Regions from separate parts of the Mus musculus genome. Here region 1 is linked to region 2. Evidence: chromatin contacts called from public HiChIP or PLAC-seq data. All regions are on one chromosome and are shown on one strand. The core of a region is the stretch at or near the end of the contact, and the rest is flanking DNA. Distances in the headings are between cores, read along the strand shown. Region 1 has its middle 14 kb from the start of Gm31277. Region 2 holds the start of Kifc3 (kinesin family member C3).

What was found. HiChIP or PLAC-seq counts read pairs in DNA pulled down with a chosen protein or histone mark.
Region 1: an H3K4me3 HiChIP or PLAC-seq map of embryonic stem cells shows a contact between it and region 2, with 43 read pairs. The contact joins the enhancer-like site here to the promoter of Kifc3 in region 2. A contact is called at or near these places in 2 of 39 promoter capture datasets (HPC-7-derived erythroid cells and embryonic stem cells), 2 of 15 datasets of contacts at CTCF or cohesin (CD8 T cells and the NIH/3T3 cell line), 42 of 484 Hi-C or Micro-C datasets (the AML12 cell line, the N1E-115 cell line, the NIH/3T3 cell line and 17 more), 34 of 115 datasets of contacts at active chromatin or transcription factors (the 230-238 cell line, CD8 T cells, astrocytes and 17 more) and 3 of 9 other capture datasets (adipose tissue, liver and pancreatic islet).

The regions. Positions count from the first base shown.
Region 1 is chr8:95,184,028-95,190,223 of GRCm38.p6, reverse strand. It overlaps a transcript of Kifc3 not described here. Among named protein-coding and RNA genes, the nearest start is that of Gm31277, 14 kb to the left of the region's middle. Within about 2 kb of position 4,678, at least 9 of the 459 cell types and tissues checked have an H3K27ac peak or open chromatin away from gene starts, as enhancers often do. A contact at or near this core is called in embryonic stem cells and rod photoreceptor, where this site is marked.
Region 2 is chr8:95,138,504-95,144,348 of GRCm38.p6, reverse strand. Kifc3 (kinesin family member C3) reads left to right here and starts at 1,792. Exons shown (of 22, transcript NM_001372314.1): 1 at 1,792-1,917. The region is part of intron 1 of Gm31036 (a long non-coding RNA gene); the gene reads right to left.

The DNA of each region.
Region 1 (6,196 bases), core at 3,429-5,928, 43 kb before region 2:
GAGACAGCACAGGATGGTATCTGTCTCCCAGCCAACTCACCAAGAGAGCCCGAACCGCCTGCTTATATGCCTTAGAAGGGGTGACTGTACTAACAACAATACACTTCACTTGCAGATGAAAGTCTGCGATTGCACCAATCACTGGGTTGTCTCGAGCACAGGTCACAGCCGACACTTTGCTAGGCCACTAGTGGAAGTGTCACCCCTCTGGGCTAGGCAAAGATGGTTATGGGAACGTCTAGAGTTTACTAAGGCCACAATAGCAAAATGTCTGCACGTTAGTCTTTCAGACAGTCCAGGTTGCAACTGCACCTCCAGGAGAGGGGCGGTCAGCTGGGCCTGAGTAGTTTTCTCTCAGAACTCCTGATGCTGACAAGAGTAGAGCAGCGGTTCTCAACCTGTGGGTGGGGACTCCTTTGGGAATCAAATGACCCTTTCACAGGGATCGAATCTCAGATATCCTGCATATCAGATATTTACATTACAATTCACAACAGTAGCAAAATCACAGTTATGAAGTAGTAATGGAAATAACTTTATGGTTAGGACTCACCACAACATGAAGAACTAACTGTATTAAAGAGTCACAGTTTTGGGAAGGTTGAGAGCCACTAGGGCAATGGTTGGATTCTGAAGAATTCAGTTGTCAATTACGGCATCAGACTGCCCCAGCGCCCAAACTTTTCCATGCTTCCAGTAGGAACTTAAGGAGCTTATTAACACTCATCATGATCTCAGTTTTCCAGCATCTAACACCTGCTCCAGGCAGAGGTGGGTTTGTCTCACTTGCACATGACAAACAAGTGTTCTGCACCCCAGCCCCCAGAAGACATCTTGAAGGCTGGTCCTGACTGTCAGCTCCATGTGTGGTCCTTCCCTCAATAAACCAGGCCCCGTTCCCAGTTTCATTCTAAAGAAACTCTTGTATAAATGAAGGCACTTACAAACAGTGCATTCTCATCCGGGCAAAATAGGCTGGGAGCTTTAACAGACTCCCTGGATGTATGGGAATGCCCAGGCCTTAGACAGAAAAACCAAGGACTTGCATGTGAAACTTTGGCCTCCCCTTTTCACTAAACAGTAAAAATAGTCCAAACTATCTTCCAGACTTGGTCTAAAAGTAGATGTGTTCTCGGGCCTGCAGGTTGTTAATCCCACAGATTTGAGGAGAAAGACCACCAACCCAAATCATGGGCAAATAATTAAAGCAAGTAATTAATTAAAGCAAGCTTTTTTTGTTTATGTATACAGGCTGTCTCTCCCTACAAGTGGGGTTCAAGAGATCTCTTGACATGGGGAAGGTAAGGACTTTGCTATAGTCCATGAGTAGGGGTTTCTTTCTTTCTTTTTTGGTTTTTCCAGACAGGGTTTATCTGTGTAGCCCTGGCTGTCCTAGAACTCACTCTGTAGACCAGGCTGGCCCCGAACTCAGAAACCCGCCTGCCTCTGCCTCCCAAGTGCTGAGATTAAAGGTGTGCGCCACCACACCCAACAAGTAGGGGTTTCTAAACGGGGGATTTGTTGGGCAAACTGGTGGGGTTACAGAAGTAGAAAAGTTGATCATAACAACCTGAAACAAGGATGCAAGGAGTTAATAACCAGGTGGTCATAACAACAGTGGTCATAATAACTTTTGAAACAAAGACTTAGTTGCCACTCCTGGAACAGGCGCTACAGAACCATTTGTAGTTAAGGTCGGGGTGGGATACAGCCTCATCCTGGAGAAACAGAGATTTAATCATAAACAGGAACAAACCTAGTTTATCTTAACTATAACATGGCTTTTACGACTAAGATGGAGGCAGGCTGGTTCATCAAGGTGAGCCTGTGCTTACCGGTATCCCCAGCCCCTGAACACAAACAAACAAAACCCAAACTAAATCAGCTGTGGAAGTACATTGCTGTCATCAGGGCATCAGAAATAAGTTCAGGGTCACAAAGAAAGAGACTGTCACTCCAAGTGAGTGTCTGAACAAGAGGGTATACTGAGACAGGACGTGTACTTAATTTTAATTCTAGCTTAGGTTTTGATTGTGTTTCTTTCCCATTGCCCAGGGTCTGACTTCACAGTCTGAGTCAATTGGCTAGTCTGAAAAAAAAAAAAAAAAAAGAAAAAAGCACACAGGAAATGAGGAGGAGTCGGAATAGGGTCACTGCTCCAGACCATCGTATTCCTAGGGCAGTGGGCTCCGTGTAAACAGAAGTTTTCCTGAGAAGGGGCATGGAAATGTTTGCATAAAAGTCTTACTAGGTGGGAGATGATAAAAAAGATTTAATCCCTTGTCCTAAATACAGTTTTATAGTATTTGATAGAAAACAGCCTTAACAGGAAAAGAGAGACTCTGAATGATATTCTGATGTTCACTCCCTCCTTCCCTTTATCATCCCAAAGAATGAAAAACCAGGAATTCCACTGCAAGAAGGGAAGGGCGGCGGCCTCCTGCCAGCCAGAGGAGAACTGGCCTTCCAGGAAGAGAGTCCACAGTTCTGACAAAGTAAATTAACACATGCAGATTTTAGACTTTTCTTTTTAGCGTTTCTATAAAATGTGGCACCGAACAGGAAATCGGAAACTAGGCATCTTTCTCTTCCAGGTTTGGCCAAACTATAAATAAATCCAACTTCCTTTATCAATTTACTTCCCAATTTCCTTTAAGAAGTGGCACACTTAACGGATCTAAGGACCACCCACCCCCCCACCCCACCCCCCGTAACAGGGAGGCTGAGGAAGGAGGGGGAGAAGTTTAAGAAGTGTAGACCAGTGCTGGCTCAGAGAGATGCTCAAAAGCCAGGGGATGAAGAAGTAGAGACCACAATGGCAGAGGCACAACTTCACAATGCATCTCACAGTCTGGGGACCTTGACTGCAGAAAAACCGGGTCCTTGGCTTCAACACAGAAAGGAATTTCAGAATAATCATATGAAGCAGAGTTAAAGTTTCTTTTCTAAAAGGCATTTGAAACACAGATTTTTTTTTCCTCCCCCAGGAGTTAACAGTAAGACAGCAAGGGTGTGGAGAGTCCCGTTTCATTGTCTTAACAGATGGCCAAGATATGGTGTTTGGATGTATTTTAAAGACAAGTCCTTTGTCTTCAAAGGGTTGCAAGGAACGGAAATGAGATTACAGTGGGTTCCTGAGGGGCACCTGATAGGACCGCAGGTGACGAGTCTGTATCACCTCAGGGAAGCATCTTTACTGTGAACAGCTGGGAAAAAGAAACGAGGGAGGCCAGGTACTTTCAGGCCCATGCCCGGCTCACTGCTAATTTAACAGAAAGCATCTATACAAAGAAAGAGACCTCCTGGTGAATGTAGTCCTGGAGGTGGAACTCTTTCTTCTCAGCTGGCGAGAGGGGCTTCAGCCAGACTCTGCTCTGAGGAGTTCCTCTCTCTCTGTTCCTCATGCCCCCATAATTTTCCTTGTTTTTAAAATCCTGCCTCAGTAGAAAAGGTACTTCCTTAGCGTACATTAAGCCAGACTGGGAAGGCAAGGGCGCGTTTGATGGATTTGAGAAAACGGAGAAGCCCTTCACCCAAGCACTTGGTTGAAGCCTTTGCCAGCCAATTAACTACAGCTTAAGGCCGTTTCTCCTTCCTAGCCTTGAACCGCACCAGAAACTCCATTTTCAGGGGAAAGACATTGCCAAAGCTGTGTGCAGCACTTCATTTGTAGCCTCTGACTGTGATTCCCTCCAGGGCATCTCTGGAATCACATGAAGAACATCTCCTATTAAAAGAGAGAGGGGATGTTGCTGGAGAGATGGCTCAGAGGTTAAAAGCACTGACTGAGCAGACCAGGGCTGGCCTTGAACTCACAGAGATCTGCTCGCCTCTGCCTCCCAGATCCTGAGATTTAAAAGTGTGCGTCACCACACCTATTTAACAATAAATCTTTAGAAAACAAAGCAAAGCAATCTTTCAACTCTGCTTTGACTAACGGGTCAGCCCTGAAAGTCTCAGTGTGGAAATCAGACTCTGATGAGGTCATTAAAGGTCTCCAGGCTGATGAGGGCGGCCATGTAGAAGAGGGACTGTCCAGTCACGGCTGCCAGCATAAGGCCCTGGGTTTGAACATAAGGAACATCTTTCTTCATCATCTCGTCAGAACTTATGCCACCTGTAAATTCACTCTGACTCCCTTCCCCAAGGGTGACAGGAAATTGGGCAATCCTACTGGTGTATATTTGACACACAGAGAGACTCATTGAGAAACCTCTGGTCTCTTTCTATTCATAAAATATTAATGATGCGTAAGGGAGACCATTCAAATTACAGCCCTTAGTAATCAAATCCTCCTCCTCAACTCCAGAAAAGGAAACCTCAAACAAAAATCCAGGTTCCTTGTTGTGGTTTGCTGTATCCCCCTCTTGACTGTATCCTTCTGGAATTCCTCTGATACTCCAAAGTCATCTTGTTACTTTTGTGAATCTTGAGTAAGCCCTTATTTTCAGTTCTTTGTATAAGAGACCAGGAACCTGGAAACATCAGGTCCCATCCCTGATAGCCTGTAATAATCCAAGGCTACACTCACTCCTGAGGTTGGAGGTGTTCGCCCATCTGCCAAGCTTTCTGAATGACAGGCTGTAAGTTCAAGGGATGCCCGAGTACCCTCCCCAGGTCGGCTGCTTTACTACACAGCTCCCAGCATGCAGGAATTTAACTGCTTAAACTGACTGGCCTGTTCAAAAAAGATGAGCTGAGGGACAGAAAGGGCTGGGCCAGAGCTCAGGAGCGCTCCCCACCCCCTGCTCCTACCCGGGGAGTTGCATTCAGCAAGTCTTGGAAGCTCAGCCAATCTCATAGCGGATTGGTTGGTTTGTTTAACGCTTTTACGTACAGAAGCCAGTCTCTAGCTCCTGCTGCCTGCAGGTTAAAGGAGAGAAAGTTCCAGCTCTTTAATCACTGGCTATCTGGTGACCAACCCCATCCCGAGGCCACCCAGTAACGATTAAATCATCCAAGTCACACATGCTCAGGTCCACTGAAAGGGGCCCCATATCTACGTATTCCCGGCAGTGTCTCCCTACGTAGCCCATGCTGGCCTTGAACTTCTGATTATCCTACTTCTGCTTTGCATGTGCTCAGGAGAAAGGGGTTTGGTTTTTGTTTTTTTGTTTTTTTTTGTTTTTGTTTTTGTTTTCTTTGGTTTTGTTAGTTGTTTGTTTTCTGAAGTGCCTAGGCTCTAGGACCTTTCTCAAACTTCCTAATGCTGTGACCCTTTAATACAGTTCCTCATGTTATGGCGACCCCCAGCCATAAAATTATTTGATTGCTACTTCATAACGGTAATTTTGCTACTGTTATGAATCAAAATGTAAAGATCTGATCTAGCCTGGCAGTGGTGGCACACACCTTTAGTCCCAGCACTTGGGAGGCAGAGGCAGGCAGATTTCTGAATTTGAGGCCAGCCTGGTCCACAGAGTGAGTTCTAGGACAGCCAGGGCTACACAGAGAAACCCTGTCTTGGAAAACAAACAAACAAACAAGAAGATCTGATTGCTACCCCAAGGAGTCTCCACTCACAAGTTGAGAACCACTTGGTACCACAACTAAATCTATTTCCCTGTATTACAGAATTGTAAAGGAATGTGAAGTCCTTTCATGGGTTATGCTCTGTTCTGGTCCTAAAAGAGCTTCCTGGGTCACAGTCAAGCCAGGGAGGTTTCTCAAAGCTCAGTCCCTGAGTGTCTGAGGAGAAAACCAAACCCATGGAACTGATGCGTGTGGGTGGAGTGGCGGTGCTGCCTTGTTCTAGCCACGCGGGAGACATTGTTAATCCGCTTTTCTCCTATGGTAACTCGATGGAAGGAGGGGAGGAAGCATGGGCCACGGGAGCCTGGTTTAAGAAGGGCTTAACACGAGAATTTGCACCTGTCTGGGCAATGCTGTCAGCCCAGCCCGGGTGGCTCTGTTTCTCAGTGGCACCGTGCTCCACAGCCCACAGGCAGGGATCTATCTAGCTCTGCATCAGATGCTAGCCTTTCATCTGGGACCAGGAACACAAGAACGATCTTAGGTGTCTTCCCGAGACTCTGGACCTGAATCTCTTGCCTACCCTACTCTGGAATGTGTAGAACCCTCCCTCCCCACTTCCCTTCCCTCAAACCCCTCTAGAGTTTGCACTTTGTGGGGGAGGGGAAGGTGAACTAGGGCAACTCTATGGCCCTCATCCCATCCACCTCCCTAAGGAGCAGGC
Region 2 (5,845 bases), core at 543-3,042:
AGTGGCTAGAATGACAGGCCCTGTGCCACCAGGGCCAGCGGAATGTGAACTCTTAAATTCTTAATAATCATTGAACGATTAGTTTTTTCAGTTGGAGCTAGAGCCTTGCTGGGAGTTTTAAAGTGCTTCCTCCTATGGTTTCAGCCCGCCCTTCATTTTTCCTTCATTGGTGCTTCCTACATTCATACAGTGGCCCCTGTGCACAGTGCACATGTGTGCATCCCTATAGGACTTGGAGCCTCAGCTCTGACCCATTCTGAGTTTGCCTCTCCTCTCTTGAACACATGGACATAGGAGGTGCCCATCTCCTGGGCGGATCAGTGTGGAACGGGACCTTGCTGTTACAGAGCACAGTGCCAGACACTATACTCACCAGGAATAAATGGTGTCTATTATGTGCACAAGGGAAAAGGGCTGTCCTAAATGAAGTGTTGGCAGCACTTACACCCAGTGGGTGGGATCACAGTCACAAGGAACATCCATTACTTTTCTAATTGGAGAAAAGAGAACAATAAATGTTTTTATTAGTTAAAACAAAACAAAACAAAACCTGACTTTGGCTTTGCTAGAAGGAAACTGAAGTTTATGTCAGTGTCCCAATCCTTAAGGAAGACAAGGTTTCTCCTTTTATATGCAAACTTAAATGCAGGACACACCCCTTCCCCTCGAATAGAGCCTTCAATAGATGAGACAGTGCTTGCTTCCAGCTGGGGGCCTACTGGCCAGGCCTGGCCTGGCACCAGGCACCCTGTGGGGCCTAAGTCCTTGTCTCTGTTTTTGCTCCAGATTCTTGACACGTGGCTCAGCAGCGGAAGCGGGAAGCAGGCCCAGAGGAGGCAGCAAGGCCCTCCCTAGGTCTCTCCTAGGCCATTTCTGGCAAGCCTGAAGGGGTAGACCCTCACCCTCCTCAGGTTATCTGGGGACCATCAGCCTCTGCGGGACAGGCTCCTGTGGCACATTCTCCTTCCGCACTCCGGAGTGGGCATACTGGGGCTGGAATAAATGCCTCTCTGTTTGGGAGACAAAGAACAGAGTGGCTCCTTTGGGTCAGCAGTCTCTCTTGGCTGCCTGAGCCTTCTCTCCCCCAGGCCTCTTCAGTGGCTCCTAGACGCCCCAGGAAGGAGCTTTTAAAGACAGACGGTGGAGCTGTTTTGCCGGAGCTTAAGGGAATGCGTTACCTTAACAAACCCCAAGCCTGCTGCTCAAGAAAATATTTATTGGTTGGGGGTGCAGGGGTGCAGCTGGCAAGGCAGGATGCCAGGCTGGGCACAGAGAGAGGGTGCACGCCTGTGTAACAGAGCAGGTGAACGTGTGGTATGCGTGTGCTCGATCTCGCGTGCAAGAGCTTGTGTGAGGAAATGTATTAAGATGTGAGTCTGTGTGTGTGTGTGTGCCAGTTGTGTGTGGATCCTAGCTGGCGTGCGTGAAACTTCTGCACCTGGGTTTGGGGTGGAGTACAAACCGTTTTGAGGGTGAGTGTTAACGTTAACTCCTGGGTAGGAGTAATGGGTGAGGGCGAGTGTGCAGGTACGCGGTGTGCAGTGGAGGGTGTGAGCCAGCTCGGAAGGGGCAGGCAAGGTGCGCCTGGGCTCGTGCACCAGTGGGTGTGCGCACAAGGGTGTACCAGCCTGTGTCGGGTGGATGGGTAGGATAAGAGGGGAGGCATGCGCCTGGGGTGGGCGCGTGCGCGAGAGTGCGCGTGCCCCCCTCCCGAGCCCGTTACCATGGGAACGCGCCGCGGCCTGAGTTAATCATTTCCTGTGGAAAGTGCGGGAGGGGCGGGCACGGGGCGGGCCAAGGAGGCAGCGGCGGCGGCGTGGAGCTGCCTCGCGCGGGCGGGCGGGCCGGAGCCGGCCGGAGCGGGCCGAGCCCGGGGCGCTGCGGTGGCGGCGCTGGGATCCTGTCTCCGCTAGGCCGGTGAGTCGGGTCCCGGCAGGCTGGGGGTGGAATGGGACGGGCTCCTCCCGGCGCTCCTGCTGGGCGCCGCGCCCGCCCTGCCTGAGGACCCCCTCTTTCCCCGACCCGGTGGGTGTTGCGATCAGGCCCCAAGAGACCCGGCTGAGCGCGGGGCTCCCACTGTATTGGTCCAACCGGAGGATCTTGCAGAGACCTGGGCGTGAGGGTGGCACAGCCTCTGGGGTAGCGCCACCAAGACCGACTCCTTGGAGGGGGAATGTGCAGTGCCTACCTGGGAGCTGCGGGTCAACCAGTGAACCCCCTCCCCCTGCAAGGGTCGCTTCCAGGAAGGCTACTGTTTGGGCCCTCCCTCTGTGTCCCCCGAGTAGTTCTCCCCCATCCCCCGGGCAAGGCCCGAGGTGGGGTGCGGCAGCCCCTAGGTTAGGAGGGAGGGCCTCAGAAATACCCTCTCAAGCTGAGAGGGATCAAGTCATTGACAGCTGCGGCTGAGGAATCCCTGCAGGGAGGGGAGCCCAGAAGCTGTCTGTCCCCTCAGCCTTTCCACTGCAAGTAACAGGAGAACTCTGGCTGACACAGTGAAAGGCCGGGTCCTGAGACATTTTAAAGAGGAAGCTGGATTTAAATTCTTAAGTAGTATTTGTCACCCTTCCAAAACATACACACACACTTTAATGCATTTCTCAAGCTTGGGCCTTGGGACTACCCCTAGCTTCACCTTCCTTAGTGTCCTTCTGCCCCAGACTGGGTAAATGCCCTTCCTAGTCTGGTAGGACTTATTCCCCATGCCCTTCATAAAGGGGCAGTCTCCTTGGCTAGAGAGAGTCATTTGCTAGGAATGCAGTCCCAGAATGGTTTTGTGTATTGGAGTGGTTGGACTTCAGGGTTTGGGGATGGTAAGTTCTGCTGTCTGTATGGGTACCAGAGAGCAGAAAATTTGAAATCTGGATGCACCAGAACATGTGTGTGCCAGGGATACCCTAACCCAGTCTAGCCATGCCCCCTCCCCCAAATGCTCACCCAGGAGAACTAAGCTATCCCCTGCAGTGGTGTATAGGTGACTATGAGGTCTACACACACACACACACACACACACACACACACACACACAGAGAGAGAGAGAGAGAGAGAGAGAGAGAGAGAGAGTGAGTCTTTGCCCTGTCTCTGGTTTAAGACAGGAGGAAGGCAGATCTACCATCCTTAGCTAAACCCAGAGAAGCACATGCCCCTCCCCCAAACAGCTTCCGCATTCACCCACCAATGGGACAGTTTACCAAGAGATAGCAGCATCTTGGGCCCTTTGCCTGTGTCCATACTTCATATGTGTATTTTCTGATGTCAGCCCTGAGAAGTACAGTTTTCACCACTTGATACATGAAGATGATAAGGCAAAGAGCAGGTAATTAATTCTTCTAGGTGGCGGAGCCAAGGTCTGACCTAGCCCATAGCTCTACTGCATGATTTCCAGGTCACTAGAGGTCCCAGGACCCCAGACCTAACACCTGTGTAAGGAGATGATGCACTTGTCTCTTGGCCTAGAACCCTGGGCTTGTTTGAGATTCCTTGATACTCCTGACCTCACACCCGGGTTTCCAGCTGCTAAATTCAGCTGCCTTTTCCTCTTGGGGACCTAGCACACACCCTTCCTCTTTCTCCAGGCTGCCGCTCCAACTTCCCTTCCTGATAGCACAGAAATATGCTCCCCCACCTCCTTGACTGAGCTGATCTCTCCTAGAATCCTCTGCCCGTCATGGTCTCAGCTTGGTACGAGCACCCACAGAGGATGGTCCTCCCAGCTTCACCCCCTGGCCTGCAGGGTCGGCTTCATGCACTGCATCAGGCCACCTGGGTAGGGCATTTGTATCTGCTCTCTGCTCCTCTGGCTTCTCCCACTTTACACCCATCTCAAGGCATCCATGGGATGGGGGATGGGGTTGATCAGCATCTTTCTGACCCCTTCCCCCCACATTCCTGTCCTCTCCCAGTGAGTACCCCACACTTGACTTGTCTTCAGTCAGGGGAGGAAGAGACATGACCCACTGTCTTCAGTACTTGCCCCTAAAAGCATCAGATCAAAAGTCTTCAGTCTCTGACTCCAGATTCTTGCTATTTGTTTCCTGTCTCTAGATGCATTGTTCCTGTACCTCTGTCTACCCCTACATGTCACCTCTCCCCTGTTCTATATAGCATATTCTCTCAGCTCCATCTCCTCATCATCCTGGCTGAACTTCCCTCTAAGAAGGAAACAGCTGCCTCCTAGGCCCTTTCCAGTCCCTTGAGTCGCTTTGAAACGGCTTTGCAACCTAGGCTGGTCTGGAACTTGCAACCTTTCTTTTTGTTTTTTCGAGGCAGGGTTTTTCTGTATAGCCATGGCTGTCCTGGAACTCACTCTGTAGATCAGGCTGGTCTTGAACTCTGCCTGCCCCTGCCTCCCGAGCGCTGGGATTAAAGGTGTGTGCCACCACGCCTGGCTAGAACTTGCAACCTTTTGAGTGCTAGGGAAGGTAGGTGTGAGCCCCTGTACCTGGCTGGCTCTCCCTGCTTTTGTTAAAGAGGTCCCTAGGGCTTTCTTTTAGTTGGCTATGGCTACCTGACTGTCCTGCCCTTCCTACTTGCTCTCCAGCCGCTTCTGAGGACTTCGTGTATGCGCTGACAGCTCCTGCCACTCTCAGACCTCTGGCCTTCAGGGACTGCTCCCCCCAACCCCGACCCTCCAACCCCATCCACGCCTGTCCTTACTTAATACCATTAATCTTGATAAAGAGTAATCCCCTCTTACTCCACCTTGCAGACTATACCCCACTTTTCGCAATAGTGACCTTTAGCTCTGAGTCTTGGTGGCTAGCCTGACTTTGGTTTGTGTGTGTGTACGTGTACATATGTGCACACATGTGCATGTATATGTATATACATGTAAATGTGTGTGTGTGTGTATACATGCATTTCAGGTTTCAGGATTATCCATTTAGTAAGCTATACTAGATCATGTGGGCATAGCATGTGGGTTGAACCCCTGATTCTCAGGAAGCCAGGGGGTGGGGCTGGACCCTGTTCAACACATGTTCTTGCTGCTCGGCAGGAAATGGTCAGTGCAGTGAGAGTGGGGAACCTGAAAATAGCCCACAATCCAGGTAGCTCTGTAGGAAGTCCCTTGGGTGCCCATCTCAGTCTTCAAACCCCAGGATGCCTTTCTAGTCTGACTTTACTTCTATGCCTGGTGTCACAGCCTGAATCTGGAGCAAAAGTTTGGTCAGCTCAAATATCCTTGAGGCTGCTCTGCACACAGTAGGTCCACAATAAAGATTTTTTTTTCCCCCCAGTGGGGAAGATGGTAACTCCCAGGACACTTATACTTCCCATAGCAGTGCTCCCAGGACATTTACACTTCCCATAGCAGTACTCCCGGGACACTTACACTTCCCATAGCAGTGCTCCCAGGACACTTACACTTCCCATACCACATGGTGCCTGGGAATCCCTCTGACCTCCCTATGACCTGTCCATACTTTGAAATTTGTTATTTTTGAGACAGGGCCTCACTATGTAGCCCTGGCTCTCCTGGTACTTGCTGCTTAGAACAGGCTGACCTTGAACTTATGAGGGATCTCTGCCTTGGGTGTGCTGGGATTAAAGGGTTGTGTCATCACTTCAATAAACCTTTACCTAACACTGTGACTGGACTTTTGAGGTCACTGACTTCTGCCAGGTGCCCAGCACATAGTAGGCACTCAATAAATGATTATGAATTAGGAGCTGAATGAATGCCTGGCCGGATGCCTGACACACCCTCAAGACTGAGTTACTTGAATGTATGAATGAACTGGCCCTGAGAATTTGCTGAATGTAAACCCAGCTTGCCCCTGGCCCCAAGCCAGCCCCTTCTGAGCCCCTCCTCAGTGAGATGCTAATACTCAGAGCTTTAGCTGCTGGG